2 separate regions of the Pan troglodytes genome follow, and region 1 is linked to region 2. The links are chromatin contacts, called in public HiChIP or PLAC-seq maps. All regions are on one chromosome and are shown on one strand. Each heading gives the region's core, a stretch centred on a gene start, on an enhancer-like site or on the middle of the called end of the contact. The rest is flanking DNA. Distances are from core to core; before and after follow the strand shown.

The links. HiChIP or PLAC-seq counts read pairs in DNA pulled down with a chosen protein or histone mark.
Region 1: a contact with region 2 is called in an H3K4me3 HiChIP or PLAC-seq map of stem cell-derived excitatory neurons, with 7 times the contacts expected there. The contact joins the enhancer-like site here to the promoter of BACH2 in region 2. A contact is called at or near these places in 4 of 7 Hi-C or Micro-C datasets (blood, induced pluripotent stem cells and stem cell-derived neural progenitor cells), 1 of 1 datasets of contacts at active chromatin or transcription factors (stem cell-derived excitatory neurons) and 1 of 1 other capture datasets (stem cell-derived neural stem cells).

Annotation. Positions count from the first base shown.
Region 1 is chr5:102,394,594-102,400,872 of NHGRI_mPanTro3-v2.0_pri, forward strand. No RefSeq gene overlaps it. Among named protein-coding and RNA genes, the nearest start is that of BACH2, 100 kb to the left of the region's middle. Within about 2 kb of position 3,603, at least 2 of the 24 cell types and tissues checked have an H3K27ac peak or open chromatin away from gene starts, as enhancers often do. A contact at or near this core is called in stem cell-derived excitatory neurons, where this site is marked.
Region 2 is chr5:102,293,294-102,298,889 of NHGRI_mPanTro3-v2.0_pri, forward strand. BACH2 (BTB domain and CNC homolog 2) reads right to left here and starts at 2,267. Exons shown (of 7, transcript XM_016956004.4): 1 at 1,741-2,267.

The sequences.
Region 1 (6,279 bases), core at 2,353-4,852, 100 kb after region 2:
AGCAGCTGAATTCTTCTCGTGAAAAACACAGGGGCTGCTGGGTGTATAGATTATTTTTTTATTTCTTCAGAAAGAAGAAATAAAAAGAGCTCAAAAGTCCTGTTCTTTGCTGTTTTGTTTTTTAAGTTTGCACATTTGAATGAATATATAGTGTGTAAGACAAACTAAGTGATAAGAACATTTTCAAATGTTAAAATTTAAGTGCCTTCAAAGTTAAATCAGTAAATAATGACAATATGCAAGTGGCCACTGCGTATGAGCAGGGATTTATAGAATTCGAATTTCACATGAGCAGAGCAAAACTGGACTTAACTTTTTAAAAAGTCAACTTCAAACCAGAGGGAAAAGCTGTAGCAATCAGTGTGGTGTTTTTAAACCTGAGTAACTTAAGGGTCATTTCAAAGGAAGAAGTCCATTGGAGTCCCAGTCTTAATCTGAGATAATGCTACTTAGATATCTAAAGCAAAAATGAGACACAAACATTTCATGCTTTAAACTGTTACACAATTCCAAAGAAATTTTCAAATGAAGTAAAAACAAAACTAAACATAAATGAAATTTAAAATAATAAATTCTTATTTCTTTATATTATTTTAAAAATTAAAATGATTTATTATTTTAAAATAATAAATTATTATGTGATTTTAATATTGACAGATGAGGTTTTATTGAGAATAAATTGCCTCTTGCAATGGGAATATGGTGTTGCCTACTATGATATGCATTCTTTTCAGTTCAATATTTATCACTGTAGGCTTTTGGAGTGACTCAGTTCTCCCACCCATTTTCTCCATTTAAACTCCTGAAGATCCATCCTTGCATAGCACATTGTTATAGCATTTGGACTTTACTTGGTGCAAGCACATCATTTATGTATCCGAACTTCTTCTTTTCTCTTTTAGCTCTGAAGTTCAAGTAGTGTTATTTGACAATGATTTGATTATAAATACTCAGGCAAACACAAACCCTGAAATCATATGGCATTTCTTGCTCATAATAAAAATGACTAATAGCTATAAGCTGCTTAATATAAGCCAGACACTGTTCCAAGTGCTTTATGTGTTTTAATCCATGTAACCCTCATTGCCGCCTCATTGCATTGGGGTGCAAATGAAGTCACTCCATATGCACATGAGAAAACTGAGGTACTGAGAATTTCCAAGGTCACAGAGCGAGTAAGGGGCAAAGCCAGGATGTAAACTTAGGCAGCCTGTTTCAGAACCAAGCTCTTAACCACTGCGCTCTACTTCGACAGGTAATTGTAATCCAGAATATGCTTACTTTTTTTATGAAATATAATAAAACTCAAAATTAAACTTTCCCCTAGAACACAGTTAGGGCCTCTTAGAAATCATCCATGAACCCCAACTTGAAAAACAAACATACAATTATCTACTCTTAAACCCATTACTATTTCCAGGAGTCACTACAGCATAGTGTTCTTTAATTCTTTTTTTTTTTTTTTTTTTTGAGACAGAGTCTTGGTCTGTCACCCAGGCTGGAGTGCAGTGGCGCGATCTCGGCTCACTGCAACCTCCGCCTCCCAGGTTCAAGCCAGTCTCCTGCCTTAGCCTCCCAAGTAACTGGGACTACAGGCACGTGCCACCACACCTAGCTAATTTTTTAATTTTTGGTAGAGACGGGGTTTCACCATGTTGGCCAGGCTGGTCTCAAACTCCTTGTGATCCACCTGCCTTGGCTTCCCAAAGTGCTAGGATCACAAGCGTGAGCCACTGCGCCTGGCCTAATTCTTTAAATTATAAAAATATATCCTAATTTTATCCACAATGACCTCAGTTAACCATAAGGTATTTTCTAAGGCCATAGAACTATATTAGATAATTGATATGAATCCTTGTTAGTAATCAAGATGATAAAAGATATGACACGTAGACACATTGAAATGTAAATATTTATACTGTCTTAACAAGCAAGGGTAATCAACTACAGATAAGGCAGGAGTCAGTGTCATTGCCTCTGATAGGAATCAGGATGAGGATGAGTATTCTGGGGTGAGTGGGGTAAGCTCTGAGAGACAGTAGGAGACTAGTGGTTGGCTGGAAACTTCAGAGGAAAGGCTGGGTGCAGAAACCCACCCAAGTCCCCCCTCCCTGGGAGTGGCCACTGGCAGAAACTCCTGGAGACAATGATCAGAAGTTGTAACTAACCTGGACTTGAATGAAAGGTTTCAAGAAATCTGGGGGTAGCAGACTGGGAAGATTCAAGAAGCAGGCATAGAAAAACATCTGAGCCTTTTGCCCTTGATATATATATATATATATATGAATACTTACTTCCTCCATTTACATATATAAAATTATATATATATATGAATACTTACTTCCTCCATTTACATATATAAAATTATATATATATATATGAAGATTTCCTCCATTTAGGTATTTGTTCAAGTTTCTTTCTCATTTGTCTATGTCTTCAACAGGTTCATCCTTATCATTGCTATCTACTTGTCTTAGATTGCAAATGAAGACAAAGTAGGGAGCACGTAGAGCTTACTCTATACATCACAGTACAGTAAAAGACATCTAAAGGGCTTTTGAATGATGAATTATTCAAATTTATTTACTTATTGTGCACTTATATAAAATTCTTTTTTTTTCTTTGAGACGGAGTCTCGCTCTGTCACCCAGGCTGGAGTGCAGTGGTGCAATCTCGGCTCACTGTAACCTCCACCTCCCGGGTTCAAGCAATTCTCTTGCCTCAGCCTCCTGAGTAGCTGGGATTACAGGCTCGTCCCACCATGCCCAGCTAATTTTTGCATTTTTAGTAGAGACAGGGTTTCACCAGGCTGGTCTCGAACTCCTAACCTCAGGTGATCCACCCGCCTCAGCCTCCCAGAGTGCTGGGATTACAGGCATGAGCCACTGCATCCAGCCAAATATATAAAATTATTTGTGAGCTATGAATGGGTGGAAGTATGAGTAACCTAGGGTCTGACTGTTTAAAAATTTCACACAGTAAGATAATGAAGGGTACACATGAATGGAACAGATAGTAAGGCCTGCCACTGAATAGTAGCAGTAGTAGCAGTACTAGTAGTAGTAGTAGTAGTAGCAGCAGCAGTAGCTAGGCTCTTGGGTTGTGGGGTAGAGCCAATTCCAATCTCAGCTCTATGAACCACTGTTTGGGTGTTCTTGGGCAAGATAACCTCTTCTTATCTATAAATGGGGATGATGATGATGATAGTAATACCTGTATCATAAGGTTGTTATGAAGACTAAATGAGACGATACATGTACCATGTTTAGCATGTCTGCTATGTAGAATCTAGCTCATCAAATGTGAACCTGCAGCTGCTGAGGCTCTGCTAACAATAACCGTGTCTGAACAAGGGTGCGCTTTCCAATTCGATTGTGCCAGACTCACTACAGGATGTAGAAGGTGAGGAGAGAAACCCCGCAAGAGACATTAATTTGGTAGTGCCTGGGGTCAGTGTGTGTGTGCACCACTGCCCTCTACTGGAAGCAGTTCCCACAGATTTCTAAGAAATACCCAAGTGATTTTAGCACTCCCTTGTTTCAACATCCTGTAGTCTCCTTTGCAGAGAGCTTCACAGCCCATCTGAGATAATCTCCCCCCTTTCTGATACTTAGAGGCAGAAAAAATCCTATTGTCTGCTAGCCTCAGCTTCTCACCTGCTTTTAACTAATATGCAGTCTGGACAGGTATTGATTTTTCTGCTTTTCTCTGATTGCACTCATCAGTCATTTTATATTACTGGAGAGTCCATTAGCAATAAAAATAAAGGATGGATGTTACAAAGCCCATTAGAGAAACTTGCTCTCTGTATCTTTGGGACCAGGAAAACAATTAAAAGCACGTCATCTTATAAACATTCTAATAGAATTATTAGAAGGGTGAATAAACCCAGGATGTGATTACCAAGGGATGAAATGAAATCCTCCTTACTAGTCAACTAGAAGGGATTGCCCCGATGTTCCATAACACTGTAGTATGTAGGTGAGATGAAAAGATTAAATACTAGAATAAAGGACCATTACACAACAGAGATTCAGCTGTAGGCTCCCGCATAAGTGAATTTCAGGGCTATGATGAAGAATCTGAGACGAGAGAAAGGAGGTGTTTAAATATAAAAGAAAGAAGTGACTATCCAATTCTGACTTGGAAATGTAGGTAAGTTGATGAAACAAAGCCATCACTTCACTAGGTTGGGTCTAACTTGCTTCCCTTGTGCAGACAGTCACTGAAATTCTTAGTGAGAAATGGAGAATAAAGCAGGACCAGACTCCAAGACTCTGATGCTTGTTGCCTGGAGAATGTAACTGATGCTGCTGCAGGTCCTCATGCTTCCTGGGTTGGCATGAGCTATGGATGTGAGTGACTAGCATCATTCTTGGCACAGATTGGTACTCAAATATGTTAGTTCTCTTTCTCCTTTCCCCACTGGTGGGAGGATGCATAGAATCAATGATTTTGAGAAGCCCATATTTCCAGTGACTATTACGCTGCATTTAACTTAATTTCCTTTTATTTTCATTAGCTTCTAAGTGTAAACAGTTTTCACATTAAGGGCTATTTGGACGTTTATTCTCTTTAGATGATCATTGAGTATATATTAAGTTGCTTGAGTCTCTTTGGTCCAGAAAGCTATAAATACTTGCAAAAAAATCGTGTTATAGGTGGCAAATTTTTTTTCAACTTTTATTTTGGGTTCAGGGGGTATACGTGCATGTTTTTTACTGGGTAAATTGTGCGTTTCTGAGGTTTGATGTACGAATGATCCTATCACCCATGTAGTGAGTATAATATCTGATAGGTTGTTTTTCAACCGGGGTCTCCCTCCCTACCTCCCACCTCTGGTAGTCCTGAGTGTCCAGTGTTCCCATTTTTATGTACAGGAGGCAAATTTTATGGTTTTTTTCTCTCCTCATAACAAGACATCAAGTTGTTTGGCATTGTACTAGGTTTTTCTACTGATTATAAAGTTGCTACACTATGTTCTTTTCTCTAGATTGTAATTTATTATCTGTAAGTAGTATAACAGTAAATACTGAGAATAATTTTTAAAATTAACAATTCCACCTCTCTTATATATGAAGTATTTACATTTTCCATGTTCTTCCAATCTTTATCCATGTGGATGTTTACTCTTTATGTAGATTCTTGCATTTTTTAATTTGATGTTATTTTACATGCATTTTAATGTTACTTCATGGTAGCCATAATTACAATTTTAGTGGTTGCAAAATATTTCATTAGATATATGTCTTAATTTACTTAGTAAATTATCTATAGAGGCATTAAAAGTTTTTACCATCAAGTTTTTAAAAACCACTATAAATAATATCATCATGGTTATAAAAACAGATCTCTTTATCCACTTAAATCTCAGTATTTCCTCTGAATAAATTTCCAGGAGTTGGATTATGATTCCTGATGTACATGGCTAATTGTTTTCCCAAAAGATTGTGTTATTTTGCTCTGCCAAGAGCAGTGGATGAGACTTCTCTTGCTTATCCTCTCAACAGCATTTGATACTGCTGACCATGCCTGCCTTCTACAAATACTCTCTTCCCCAGGGCTCCCTAGGTGCCTTTCTATTCTAGTTTTTCATCTACCTCTCTGGCTATTCTTCTTTGATCTTCTTTGTCATCCCCTCTGCCTCTATCTTTTTCTTCAATGTTTGTGTCCATCAGGGCTCAGGCCTGGGCTGTTTTTAAAGCTTCCCTTTGGAATATCTCATTCCCTCTACAGTGGATTTAATTACTGTATCACTGGTCATGTGATATCCTCTGCACATCAGACATATATCTCCAAATGCCAAGTGGGCGTGCTGGTCTCCCTGTCTCCAGTCTTGTTCCCTCAAAACCATTCTTCATAATCCAGGCAGAGTGATCTCCCAACACATAAGTTGGAGCATGAAATTGAGATTCCGAGACGAGAATCCCAAGACCCTTTATGGGATCTGCCTGTCCCTCTTGCTGCTCTGTGTCCCACTCCACTCTCCTGCCCTTTCCTTGTGTGTGCCATGACTTCTTCTTACCTGTCTTCCTATTCACACTCTTCTTCCAGCTCTTTGTCTGACTGACTCCTACTCATCCTTCAGGTCTCAGAGAGGCCTTTCCCGACCACTAGGCAACTTAGCTTTCCCTGTTAATGCTCTCCAGGTCCCTTATCCAATAATACCATTTGCTACACTTGAGGCCTGTTCCTGGGTGCATCAATTTCCCAGCACCTCTGGCTTCCCTGTGCATAGGCCAAGCATTATCCTAAGTCCAGCTGATGTACTTAGGAGCA
Region 2 (5,596 bases), core at 1,017-3,516:
TGCCCGAGAACAAGGGTGGGGCGATCTCACATTTTAAGCAAGACGCCCGCTGCCTTACCAAAATAGCCCTCTCCGCCAAAGGAGGGGCAGCCTTTCACGCTCAGCTTCTTTCATGTCAGCCCGAGCCTTTGCAGCAAGACGTGCCTTTCCTACATGTTACATTTTAATGATCTGAGAAAACCGTTATCAGCGTTAACATCTCTAATTTTACTCTAAACAGACAAAAGCAAAATATCTCATTAGGCATCATCTCCGCCAAGGTTCCCACTAGGCAGGAAAGGATTTTTATCTAAAGTAATTACCCTTTTTAGTTAAATACACTCAACAGATGAAATTTACACAGGACTGCAGCACTAGACAGCGAAGGTGAAAACCAGGAACGCCGGGTCTCGCCGCCCGCGGGCCCGCCGGGAGGCTGCGGGTCCGTCTCGCGGGTGGGGCGCCCCGGTCCCTCTCATTTCCTGGAGGCCACGGGTCACGGCGACGGCGGTGACTGGGAGAGCAGGCTGCGAGGCGCGCCTCATCGGGCCACAGACAAACCACCCCGGCAGCGGCCGCGCCGGAACTTCCCTCAAGTTGCCAAACTCGCCTACGCGCGGGAGAGTGCTGGGGATGCCCCACGCGCCCGCGACCCCAGAAGCCAGGAGTGTGCCACCCCTTCACACACTCACTCCCGGCCCTGCACGCTTCCCCTCACGGTCCGAGTTCCTGCAAATGCTTGGCCAGACCGAGGTCGCCGAGATGCTCGCTCCAGTCTCTCCCCTCGTGGGCACCTGGGGTAGCCCGTAAGCGCCGCCCGCCACCTTCTCCAGCGGCGCCGGGCTCCCGAACACCCGCCGGGTGAGCGAAGCACAGCGGGGCCACGGAGCGCCTCGACGCGGGGACGGGGAGGGCAGTGTCCCCTTCATAAACCAGTCTCCTGGGTGAAGCTTCTGGGGCTTGGAGACTGGGGTGTAGGGGGTGTGTGTATGTGTGTTGCACTTTGACTTCATGCAGGATCTGTGGGAGAGGAGGTGCAAGGTTTCCCTCTCAGAAGCCTGGCGCCCTTAGGTCTTAGCTACGCAGGACGCTTTCCGACAACCCGATCTTTCGCTAGGAGAGATTCGATCCAGGTCTGCGCCGCGAGGCCCCCAGCTCGCCTCTTCCTGCGACCCTAAACTTGGGCTTTGATTCCCCGCCGGTCGCGGTGGTCCGGGCCACCCGGCGGCGGCTGACAGCTGAGCGCAAAGGCGCCGCGGCCAAGGTCCTCGCGGAGCAGCCCGGGGCGCGCACGCCGGGGGTTAAGGAGGAGGCCGCCCGGCCTGGGGCCGGGATCGCAGGCTGGGGGCCGGGGGCAGGGCCGCGGGTCTGACAGCTGCTGCGGCTCGCGCGGACGCGCGCCTCCTGCAGCCCGCCCTCCCCATGCCTGACTTATTACCCTCTGCTCCTCCTCCCCCTGCTGTTCCAAAACACCCTTCGACGCCAGCAAAATACAATGCGCCTCGGCCGCCGTAAACAGCCGGGCGGGAGAGCACACATTCGGCGCGGCGCGGCCGCCGGCTCGGCTCCCACCCCCTTCCCGTTCCTAGAAAATGCCATAAAAGCGGGCAGGGCGCGGGGAGGGCGGCTGCGCGCCCGGCGGCCGGGGCTCCCTTCCCGCGCCGTTTCCCCACGCCTCCCCGCCCGCCCCGCGCGCCCGCTCCCCCCGCAAACTTGCCCCGCCACCCCGCCCAGCGGCGGGGCCCGGGGCCCGGGACTCACCTCGCCGGAGAACTTTGCGTCCTTTTCCGCCTCCTCTTCCCCGCGTCTTCCCGGCTCGCAGCCCCCTCCCGGCAGCCGGCGAGGTGGGCAGTTCGTGGGTCACCGAAAGCTTGCGGAGGGGACGCGCATCACATGGCAGCTCGTTCCCAGCCCCCCGAGTGCGCCGGGAAGGGGGAGGGGAAGAAGGGGCGAGGGGAGGCCGGGGGGAAAGCGAGAGCGGGGCGGCGGCGGGAGTGGGCAGGCGGGGTGGCGAGGGCGGCGGCCGCTCACGTTAGCGCTGTGCGACCGCAGCCCGGGCGTGCACGGCCGCTGCTGCTGCTGCTGCTGCGGCTGCTGCTGCTGCTGCTGAGGCGGCGGCGGCTCGGCGCTGTTTGCTCCGCGCCGCGCGGCTTGCGTTCTCCCCGGAACGCCCACACTCTCAATCGCTACATTGTTGACATTCGGCGCTGACGTCACCCGCTCCCCATTCACAATAACTTTACGGGAGCCGGGCAGCGCACCTCCCCGGCCGCTGGGGCGCGGTACGCCCGGCGACTAGCGTAAGCCGCTCCGCGAATGGCGCTCCGGGGGCTGGGGCTGGGGCGGGGGACGGGGGCGGGCGCGCGCGCTCCGCTGGCTCGCGGGAGGGGGCGCGCCTCATGCCGCCGCAGCAGCAGATCTCCCCGCTTTGTGCGGCCGCGCGGCCCGGAGAGCCCCCTCCTCCCGGCCCGGCTGACCGCCCCGCTCGGCCTGGCCTTCCCGGCCACGAAAGACGAGGGTTGGGGGCATAGCAGGGTGAGAGTAGTGGTGAGGGCTGGTGTGGCACGTGGGGAGGGGGCCAGAGCCCTAGGTGCTGCACCTGGGGAAGGAGAGCAGACATCGGGACCGGGGATCCCAGGGTTAGCTAGCGTTTTCCTGGAGGGGCAAGAAAAGATGCTCCACTGGCCCCCACAAAGCTGACCGGACTCCCTTTTGGGTGGGGACCGGGCGAGTAAAAGCAGCCTTTTGAATGTTGACTTCTCAATCCTTTTCAGGAGGCCCTCCGCCTGCCCTACTGAGCGAACCTTTAAGCCCCCAAGCCAGTGTTTTTGAAAAGAGCGTGGTCAATTTCAGGAGGACATTAAAAGCCAACCTCCCGGGCTTCAGCCCCAGCTCCTACTGCCTTCCAGCCACTCTCCCTTGCCTTTCCTTTCTGCGGCTCTTAGGGTGTTGTTGCTTCCCTTAAAGGCCGTCGTGTGAGTGCCCTGTCAGAAGAAAGCTTGGTGGTGGTTAGGATTTTACAGAAGGTAATTAGGATTTAGGCTGAATGTACATTTGCAATAAAATAAGTTTGTGTTAGTGTTGTGCTGGTGCCTGCAACTTTACCTCTTGCCAAGGCCAGAAAATTCTGCCACGTTTCCCTAAACACCTATAACTTGGCCCTCTTGTGTACAGGCAGTATTCCATATTATTACATGTGGTGCTGATTTTTAATGAATATTATAAAAGTTTGGCTCGCTCTACTGAGAGAAGGATCATAAATCCCCCCTGTAAAACGGGCACTGGCGTATGCTGAGGAAGCAGTGAAGCGTCCTGGGAGTCTTGTGATATCATCTGAAGTGTTGCTCTGAACCACCTTCATTTGAGGGCAGAGTTTTGCCCATTTGGAATGTCTGTGTGGAAAGCTAAGTGATGGCTGAAAGCAAGCTGAAGGTGCTGAGCTAATTTTTCTAACAGCACTGCAGAGTCCCTGCGTGGAGGTCTGGCACGGGACTGTGAGATTTTCTCTGCTAACCGACCCGGCCTTCAGATAAGGAAAAGTCCTAGAGCTAGGAGTAGCCCTCAGTCTCCTGACCTCTGGTCTGGTGCCCCCTAGGACAAAACACCCTGCTTCTGAGGTCCCTGCCTGACCCCTGGCAAGGACAGAGTACTAATTCCTGGTCTGCCCTGGCCAGGCCGTTTCTTATAGTTTTATGGATGGTTCTGTTTCGCATTCCTCATTCTTGTAAGTATGTGTTTGTGAGATAACTTTACGCATTTTAGTAGCAGCAATAAATGTTTTTCTCACAACAAGGGATGCTTGAGAGCATCCGTATGAGAGTGGTGTAGATTCATTTATTTTCGAGCAAGCGGTGGCTGCCCAGCTGTGAGTGGAGTTGGGCACATCAGCGTAGGGGTGGTTGAGGAGGGAAATGAGGCTGCCAGCTGATCTCCCACCTCCATTCTGGATTCTACAAGCTGATCTTGTCAGATGGATACAACAAAGGCTAACAGGTCATTTCAGTTAGTCTGCTTGCCCAAAGACTCAGACTGGAGCTTTTTCACTTTGAGATTTTCAAGCATGAGGTGGGACATTAAACAGAGATGAAAAAACCTAAAACACCTGTGATAGGTTGCATCATCCAGTCATTCAAGGAGGCTGAATTAGGAGTAGTTAGCCTCTCAGGTTACATCCAGCTCTGCAATCATGCACCTCTGGCTGTAAGACGAAATCTTTGCTTTGGATAAGCTTTGAAGTCTGGTAGTGAGTTCATTTTTCTGCTTTATTTTCGGTAGTTAGAAGTGGGTTATTTGAATTCAAGCCTGAAAAATACATTCAGAATTGTGTGAAATTAAAATGGTAAGTCAAGTACTAGACACTCATTTAACAGTACTGCTGCAGAGGTTGGGCTGTGGACAGCCTTAGCACCTCCATCATGAGTTTGCATGGCCACTCCTGGGCTTGTGCTGCTCTGGCAATTTAGGCGTTTACGATGTGAAACAGATCCAGGTCCTTCCCTCTGTATAATCATGGCAGTAAGTTGAGTGGAGGTCAATTTATTTCTCATGCCTGGAGCATTCAACCTTTCCTGATACACATTTTTTTCCTACATAATTACACGTGTGTGTTGATCCAGAGCATGGGCTTTGTCTGTGATTCATTTCTAAGCATGATATTTCCAGGGACAATAAATCATGGCATTGAAACAAATAAACTTTATTTCTATAATAGAAATCTTCTTGATTGTAGAAAATAAAACAGGAAAAATTAAAATATACAGGAAACAGATGAGGAAAGGAAGACAGACTAAAGACATGGGCAGTTCTTGAGCCTTTGATTTTCTTGCTCTCCAGCACCCTGTACAGGATTTGATGATGTTGAGAAAATATTGTATTTTTTCTTAGGCAGAACAGTAGACAGAATTTCAAATGTGGTACCTTGAATAAGGCATGGCAGGGCAAAGTTAACATCCAATGAAATCTGACAAAAGTGAATGGAGTGGGATGCTGTAGGGGTTTCTGCAGACAAGGAACATGTCCTGGCCTCAACTCCTAAAGGATCACTCTGCTGGGTCACGGGAAGTACAGGAATGGAAGCAGAGAGACCAAGTAGGAGGCTATTGAGATAAGTCAATAGAGAGGTGATGGTGATTTAAACTATTAATAGAATGCTAGAATGACAGCCATAAATGGAATCCAGATATATTTTCAGCATAAACCGGACAAGATTTGTTGATGATTCCATTGCAGGATATGAGAGAAGAGTCAAAGGAAATTCTGAATTTTGGACTGAACAGCTTATTAATGGAGAGTTCATTTATCCAGGCGGAGCAGGTATGGGGGAAATGCTGAAACATTTGGTTTTGGATATAGTACATTTCAGATGTCTATCAGACATCTAAGTGGAAAAGGTGAGCAGGTAATCAGACATGGGAATCTAGAATTTAGGGGAGAAGTCCAGACTAGAGATAGAAATCTGTGTGTCATCAACACAGCAACTGGAAACATGGGTGGAGAAGAGGAGCAAAGAGAAGAAGTCTAAGGTTTAAGACCTGGGGCACTCCGACATTTAGAGGTCAGCAAGATGAAGAAAAGAAGATCCCCACAAGGAAGCTGAGAAGCTTCCTTGAGAGAGAAA